Regions from separate parts of the Zea mays genome. Here region 2 is linked to region 1. Evidence: chromatin contacts called from public Hi-C data. All regions are on one chromosome and are shown on one strand. Each heading gives the region's core, a stretch centred on a gene start, on an enhancer-like site or on the middle of the called end of the contact. The rest is flanking DNA. Distances are from core to core; before and after follow the strand shown. Region 1 holds the start of LOC100285622. Region 2 holds the start of LOC100272943 (DNA-binding protein).

Region 1 (4,106 bases), core at 576-3,075:
ATGAGGCCGAGGTTGTACAGGTTCCGCTTCACGAGGTTGCCGAGGTAGACCAGCCCAAGGCCGCCGCCGCCGTGGTCACGGTCGCCAGGCCCGGCCTCCGGGAACACGCGCGGCGGCCGGGGCTCCTCGCCCACGACGAGGCAGTCCGCGCCGACCCTCGCCCTGACAGCTTCGATGGCGCTCTGGCCCGCCGCCTTGCCATCCGCGTCGGTCACGTAGAAAACGTTGGAGGCCAGGCCCCCCTTCGTCGACACCTCCGCGTGGGCGACGAGCAGCCCGTTCTCGCGGAACGTCCGCGTCACCTCGGACAGCAGCCCCGGCCGGTCCGGCGTGCACAGCTCCAGCCTCACGCCCTGGATGGATGCAGATTCAGAGAGCAGCCACATTAGTCAAGTCTCACGCAATGGATGCAGATTCACAATCGAGTATACTAACTCGTCGAATCCAGTTACCTCTAGCGACCTCCGGTCTATGGCGGCTTGGAGGCACTGGGCGAGCCTCTCCCTCTCGGCCTCGGACCGGATGGGGCTCCCGTCGGCGCTGCGGATGTAGAACTCCTGCCGCGCGCGGTCGCCGGCGGCGGTGTCGACGGTGCCGTGGAAGACGACGTAGTCCAGGCAGTGGAGCGCGCACACCACGTCGAACAGCAGCTTGGGGCGGTCGCGGCACTGCACGGTCACCACGGAGTAGCCGCGCTCGGCCCAGCTCTGCACGGACACGGCCGCGGCCGGGTACGGCGTCGCGCTGTTGTTGTGGTCCGCGGCCATGAGCTGGTGGAGGCGGCGGTCGACGTGCGCGACCGCCGCGGCGGGCACGGCTGCCACGGCGCCCGGGGCCTCGCCGTCACCGCGGACGAGGTGGCCGAGGCGCGCGAGGATGCGCGCCACCCGGTCGGCGTCGCCCTCCCCGCGGAGGAAGGCGACGCACGCCAGGCGGCCGCGGTGCGTCCACGCGCGGGCGTCCACCACGCCGCACTGCAGGTCGGCCAGCACGGCGAACACCTCGGACAGGAGCCCCGTGCGGTCGGGCCCCGTGAGCTCGAGCGCCGTCAGACCCTCGAGCGCCGCCGGCCGGGCCGGCTCGTTCCAGGTCCCGAGAGACTGCAGACCGAAGCCGCGTCAGCGAAAGGCCGCTCTTTGTTCGGAGCGCGAGGCACGGGGAAATGAAGGGGATGGCGAGAGATAGCCCGCTCGCTCTACCTGCTGGATGTAGGTGATGACGCTGTCGTCGGTGAGCTTGCGGCCGAGGCGGTCTGTGACGTGGAAGACGTCCATGAACCAGCGGCCGTCGGAGGAGATGTAGGCCTTGTTGATGGACAGGTCGAGGTCGGCGAGCACCTGCACGGCCTCCAGCAGCAGCCCTCTCTTCCTGGCGCTGTCCACCTGCAGGGCAACCACGGAGTAGAAGAGGCAGAGCCCCACCAAAGTCAGCCACTGCCGTTGCAGCTCCTAGCGCAACCTCCACTCCCAAGAACCGGAGGAGACGGGCGGCCGCAGCTCACCTGCACCAGCGTGGCCGTGGGGCAGACGGCATTGTCGATGACCACGCGGGGCGTGTTCATCCGGACCACCAGCTTCTCGTACTCGTCCAGCCACTCCATCGGCGCCGTCAGCCTCTGCCTCGCGAGCTCCGCCTCGGCGCTTGCTTGCTGCTGGCAGGCAGCGAGCCCAGGCACGCGGGTCGGCTGTATATAAAGCGCGCGGCGGCCCTGACAGCAGGGACGAAGAGTACAAGGAGGAGGCGGTGGACGACGACGCCTCGGCGGGATCGCCCGCGGCTTGGAGGCTTCCCCACGCTTTGGCGTGGCTCTGCTCGCCGCCTTGTTGTTGTTGTTGGCTCCCCGGCGCCTCCTGTAGTCCGGTGTCTGAGCTAGCACAGCTGTCAGTTGAAATTCGGAATTGGAATGCGTGGGCGGGTGAAAGTGGCCGGGACGGAACGGACGCGGGGATTTAAAAAAGAGGTGGAAGCTGGAAGGGGGGCGGAGGGTGGTGTGGTGCACTGGTGCGGCACATGCCGAAGCGACTGGCCAGGCGCGTGGGAGCCAGGGAGGGCCGCCACGTGGAGGGCCGCAGTGTGCTGTGGCTGTTCCTTCGTTCCTTGCTTTGCACTTGCACCCTCCTCCCGGACGTTACAAATTTCGAATAAGGAAACCGACCGGACGGAATGCTATAGTTTACTAGTCATGAATTACTAGGAGATATTTGTTTTGGATTATAATTTATCCATATTATATAATCCAATAAATTGTAAACTAACACTTAATTCAAAATTTGTTAGATTTTATATAACCTGGGCATATTATTATAATCCTAACATACACCCTTAGTTAGCCTTACTAAATTCGGATTGTTATCTAGTTTTTATTTATGTGATTAGTTTTTTTAATAATTAAACTAGATTTATTACAGTAATTGGCATTCAAGCATATTCAAACATTGGATGGTTGTACATATATTGAACTTTAGGCATCGTAACCAACACATCCCAACAAATGACATTCCAAATGTTAGTGCGGGCCCCGGGTGAATTTTTTTCCCGCAACGGAATGTACTATAGCGCAGAACAGAACCGTAAGAAAAATATTCGCTCCATCCGTAAAAAAAAATAACTAACTAATAAGTAACCATTACTTACAAATTTTATAGTAGCAGTCTTTAAATGAAATTATAATGAAAACATATTCTAAAACTAATCTAGTGGTGCTTAGTATATATTATTATAAATATTGTACAGAATTTAATCTAAGTTTAATTAAAATTTAGACAGTTCGAAATTGAAAAAAAACGAGAATTGTATTGTTTTGATTTTTGAGCTACCATCCGGCAGCAGCAGGACACGTAGTACATACAGCCAGCGCGGGACCGGCCGGCAGGCTCGGCAACCTTTTCTTTTTTGTTTTTTTAGGAGCTCAGCTTCCACTTCCAGTAGTTGAGACAAAGCAAGCAGGAGGCGCCGAACCGCCGATTTTTTGGGTGACAGAATTCTGCTGGAATATGCTACCGCATGGACCGATATGCCTGCCCCTTCAGATAGGAGGAGGGCCGCGACGACGTGCACACCGGTCACCGGCGCCCCGCATCGGCGACGTGCCGCGTGGAGCTACTCTTGTATACTACTAGTAAGTATGGGCACTGCACAGCAGCGTAGAGATCAGGATTAGGGCAGGGCACGCATGCCGGGTCCTTTTGACACCTGGAGTGGAGGGTCGCGCCCGTTTTGGTCGAACCTAGGCTTCGTGTAGATGTACTGTTCCTGCGTGGTGTCTCGACGGAGTGCCACGCCACGCGGGCCGTGGTCCAGCCGGCGGCCAAAACAGCAACAGCCAACAGGACGGACCAGCACGTCAGGCGGCGGATCTCGTTCTCGCCCCGGCCCCGCGAGCGCGATGGCGCGGCGCCCCGGCCGCCGGCCACCACGCGGGTTGGCGCCAAAACAAGCGAAGGTTCGCGGGCGCTTGGCGCTTGGCGCCAAGAGAAGTCTGGCGGGAAAAATGCCCGGGGCCCCATCACGATTTGAAATGGCAGGCTGAGGCCGGGCGGTCCGGTCAGCGTGTCAGGCTTGTATGGCGAAGAGAGAGAGGCCGGCGGCGTTGCCTGCTTGCTTTGGACAGACAGCAGATCTAGAGGAAGCGACGGAGGAGATGGTGCAGCGCACACAGCACAGGTGTCCAGCGTCCAGTGTCCACCCAAAGTGGAGGAGTGCGATGGGAAAGCAGTGTGTAGCAGAACAGAGGCATAGTGGCTGGCATGGCGTCCACCGACACCGTCGGGTCAGCGTCCACCATCGGCGCGGGCCTTGGTGCGCGAGCCCGTCGCGCGTCCCCATGCAGCAGCAGCATGCTCCGATGGCGTGCGGCGTGCCATCAGTCAGAGGTCGCAATGGATGATGTTGATGGCCTCCTCATCCCCAGGACCGATCCGCCCACCCCACCACCACCCTGGTTCTGGTTCGTTGGTCGTTTGGCCTCCGCTCCACTCAACTGGCTTTCGCTTTTCCCGCCGGCCGGTCGCCGGGCGGGCCCAGAAGCCCCCAGAGGCACGGGGGGCAGGCATCCGCGGATCGTGGTCGTGGCACGCGCTTTGATGCGATTCCTCTCCTCCGTCATC
Region 2 (3,827 bases), core at 487-2,986, 34 kb before region 1:
CCCCTTTGGACCACTCAGCGTGTTTGATCTGTTGGTGAGTGAAACCTAGCTCGCATCTCAGAAGAACCAAGATGCCACTGAAAAATATACTCATTCCTTGTATGCCACTGGCCCCACATGTCATAGACACCAAAAAATATACCTATATGCCACTCAGTGGCACACAAGGGATGAGTATAAAATCTGATGGCATACCAGGAATTTTCTCAAGAACCAACCAGGCTCCCGTAGGACAGGCTCCAGAGATGTTGTAGTTTGGGAACATGACTAGGTGTGCGATGGATGAGGCAAGCATATTCTGAAAAACTGAACATGTCCGTGTCCAACCATACGACTATTCGAAATATAACATAGATCAGTCACACCAACAAAAGGCCGTGAATAGGCCTCGTCATAGGCATAAGGCGGCCAAGCGTCCCCGAGCAAGACAGAGAGAAGGAACTTAGAGGCCAACCACCCATATCTATCCTAACAAAGTGTTTTTTATGTATTATATAATTTTTATTTGCTTGATTATATACTGTGGTGTTTTTTGTTTCACTAAAATATTACGTTTCATTTCAAATTAATGATTGTAAAAGAGATGAAATGATTGCAGGCTGACGGTAAAGACTATATATTTGGTAGATAAACATCGATGACAGTCAATGACGCGATCAATAAACCGCAAAGATCGGATGCATTGGATCTAGACTTAGGGGAGAAATTTTTATCTGGTTATTTTGTATTTGTCTAAGGATTAATTTGGTGAGACATGAGGATGACGACAATTATAGCTAGCTAATAGTAGCTTTGTTAAAGATCCAGTTACTTGCTGTAGCCTGTAGGGTGGGGACTTTGGCGCATCCACCCTTTTATTTTATTTTCCGTGCTTTTTGTCCTGTATATGCTTGGATAATAATGGATGAAAGCGGGAGAGGACATGAATCAAGGCTGCACGCGACACAGTATTTTATTTTATTGGCTGCAGCACCATTTATCGGTTTCGACGATTCAAATTTGTCCACAGATAATAAAAAAAGGTAGGGCCTGGGCCTGGCCGTGCCGGGCCGCGGTTGGCCAACTCCCTTTTTTGAAGAAAAAAAAACTAAAAAAGATGTACCGAGAACACGTTAGAATTTCTCCCCGTTGGATCGGAGCCGTTCCCATCCATCTGCACAGTGCCTGTCCTGCGTCTGACGTGTCACTGTTCGCTTTGACACGCTTGACCCGCGGGCTCGGGAAGCACAGCAGGCAGCTGCCGCCCGGCGCCATGGCAATATGGCATGCGACAAACCGACGACCAGTCAACCCTAAAGTGGCCCTGTGGCAGAACCGTAAATCCACCTCTCCATCGCCCGTATGTATACAGCGCTTAATAACTACTAGTAATTAATTAGCCCGCGTGACGCCAAGCGCCTTTTCCGTTCCCGGTTCTGCCCACCGGGTTCAGTTCACGGCTTCACGCCACGGCACGGCGCCAAGCAACGGGCATCTCCCTCGGTTCCCGCATTAAAAACCACCACGGGAAGAGCACGTGGGCCCCTCCCCGCTCTTAAACCGCGACAATTTCGGCCCCCGTTTCTTTACTGCGCCCGCGCGGGCGCGCCCGGGCGGATAAATAATTTAATATTTCCTCGATAACCTAATTTATTTCTCTTTTTTTAATCCCGCAATTCCCCCGGCGGCATCCTCGCCTTTTTTGCTTTTATTAGTTTTGGCTTTTTATTTCACTGGCGCCCCATTTCCGCCGCCCCTCTTCTGCTGCCTCTCGCCTCGCGACCTCCGCTTCGTCCTCCTCCCGCAGCTGCTCCTGTTTTTGTTTTTGTCGATTTTTGTCGCTGGAGCGAGGATTTTTTGAGGAATATTTCGGGATTTTGGGGCTATTTTTCGGGGACTTTTTTTTTGGGGGGAGGGAGGATTTTCGTTATTTTCTTTTTTTTTGAGGCGCCGCCCTGAACTAAACGGGGGAGATGGGGAGAGCGTGCGTGAGCTCCAATGGCGACTGCTCGTGTCGGGAGGCTTAGTAGGACGACTACGAGCAGGCGGGCGCGTGCGGGGTGCTGCGTGCATGGAGGCCAAGCCGGGGGAAGCCAGTGTTGGGCATGCGCCTGCGCCTATGGCGGCGGCAGCACCGGTTATGGCGGCGCCACCACTAGAGGAGACTGTGAGCTTCCAGCAGCCGCTGCCGGCGCCGGCCGCGGCGGCGGAGAGGGGCAGCTCGAGCGCCGTCCTGGTGCCGCCTCTTGCTACGGCGGCGGGAGGCGGCGCGATGGCGCTCGTGCCGGTGCTGATGAAGGTGCCGAAGAAGCGAGGGAGGCCGCGCAAGTACGGGCCGGACGGGAGCCTGATCCGCCCGCTCAACGCCACGCCGATCTCGGCGTCCGCGCCCTTGCCGGCCGCCGTGGCGCCTGGGCACTACACGCCGGCCTCCGCGGTGGGCGCCGCCATGAAGCGTGGCAGGGGACGGCCCCTTGACTTCGCCGCCGCCGCCGCCAAGCAGCACCAGCAGCATCACCACCAGCTCTACCAGCATCAGCAGCAGCAGTTCGGCTTCCACTTCGACTCCATTGGTAGGACTGTAGGAGTACTCCCAAATCTCTCGCTCGTATTCATCCCCCATTCCCCCTCTGTTTTTTTTGTCTCTCTTTATATATAGATTAATTAAACCCAAAAATCTGTTAATCTTTTTGGGATAATCCACATCCTATTCTAGAGATAAGGATTCGATTTTTCTCCCGACAAATTCCTCGACTAGAGGAGAATGGATGGATGAGCGGCGGGGGAGGAGCCAATGACAGGGGTAGTAATTGGATGGCGGCGTCACCGGCTCACTCCTTGTCCGGACACTGTCTGTCTGTCCCTCTCTTATCCGAATATTTCCTGTCTCCTCCACTCTACGCAGACGCAGCTCGTGCTGCACAACATGATCAGATGCTAGTTCGCACGGTCAGGTATCTCAGGCAGGCTCATGCGGCTGGTTGGTGCACTGTGCGAGCCAAGATTCATGGCTCGGTTGAGGGGCAAAGTGGGGGCCAGATGGAGGCATATCCTCTGCCTGCAGTCCATCCTACCCCGTTTTGTTGGTTGCTTTTAGGGTTTCTTGGTGTTCTGTGGTGGGGTTCCCCCGTTGTGGGGATTGCCTGCCATGGTGGTGCTGCCCTGCTTGTGCTTAACTGTTCTGTTCTGGAATAAAATATTGAAGATACAGATCATTTGAAAATCCTTCTTGTTAGGTTCTACCACGGTGCCTGCCTTTTTGTCATTCCTTGTCTCCCTGGTAGTAGGTCTGAAGGTGATCGTCTGATGGATATAGTTCAGACATACGGAGTATCTGTTTTTTTTTTCGAGGTACGTGGTGAAAATAGTATGACTTGGGACTGAAAAATGTATAGTGAATGCTTCGGGTACTAGAACACGGTGGTAAAAGTTGGTATGGCTGGATTGAACATTTACAGTGTATGAAGAATTTATGAGACTGTACTTCGATGAGTGAGGGTGGTCTTTGGATGTCGCAGTTGTGTAGCTAGTTGATTTCCTGATGGGATCACTGCCATAGATTCCTATTAGACTAAACAATCTTCTCTGCTCCCAGACCTTTCATTTGGCCAGTTTGTTTTGCTATAAATCTGCCATTATTTTTTTCTAACCACCCGCACCATGTGTTGGCAGGTGATATGGGGGCATGTTCAGCTGGTGCAAATTTCACTCCACACATAATTACAGTCGCTCCTGGTGAGGTATGGATCTAGATGTTATATATGTTGTGTACAACTGCTGTTTACACTAGATCTCATTTGGTGATTTCTGGTTCAGAGTATTTCTGACCTGACAGTCAGTATTGTAAC

What was found. Hi-C and Micro-C count contacts between places; a contact is called where the count stands out from the background.
Region 2: a Hi-C map of leaf shows a contact between it and region 1, with 5 times the contacts expected there. The contact joins the promoter of LOC100272943 here to the promoter of LOC100285622 in region 1. A contact is called at or near these places in 1 of 25 Hi-C or Micro-C datasets (leaf) and 1 of 3 datasets of contacts at active chromatin or transcription factors (seedling).

The regions. Positions count from the first base shown.
Region 1 is chr4:39,359,010-39,363,115 of Zm-B73-REFERENCE-NAM-5.0, reverse strand. LOC100285622 reads right to left here and starts at 1,825. Exons shown (of 4, transcript NM_001372309.1): 1 at 1,502-1,825; 2 at 1,200-1,382; 3 at 453-1,100; 4 at 1-353. The coding sequence starts at 1,600.
Region 2 is chr4:39,392,915-39,396,741 of Zm-B73-REFERENCE-NAM-5.0, reverse strand. LOC100272943 (DNA-binding protein) reads left to right here and starts at 1,736. Exons shown (of 5, transcript NM_001147395.1): 1 at 1,736-2,552; 2 at 3,652-3,719. The coding sequence starts at 2,051.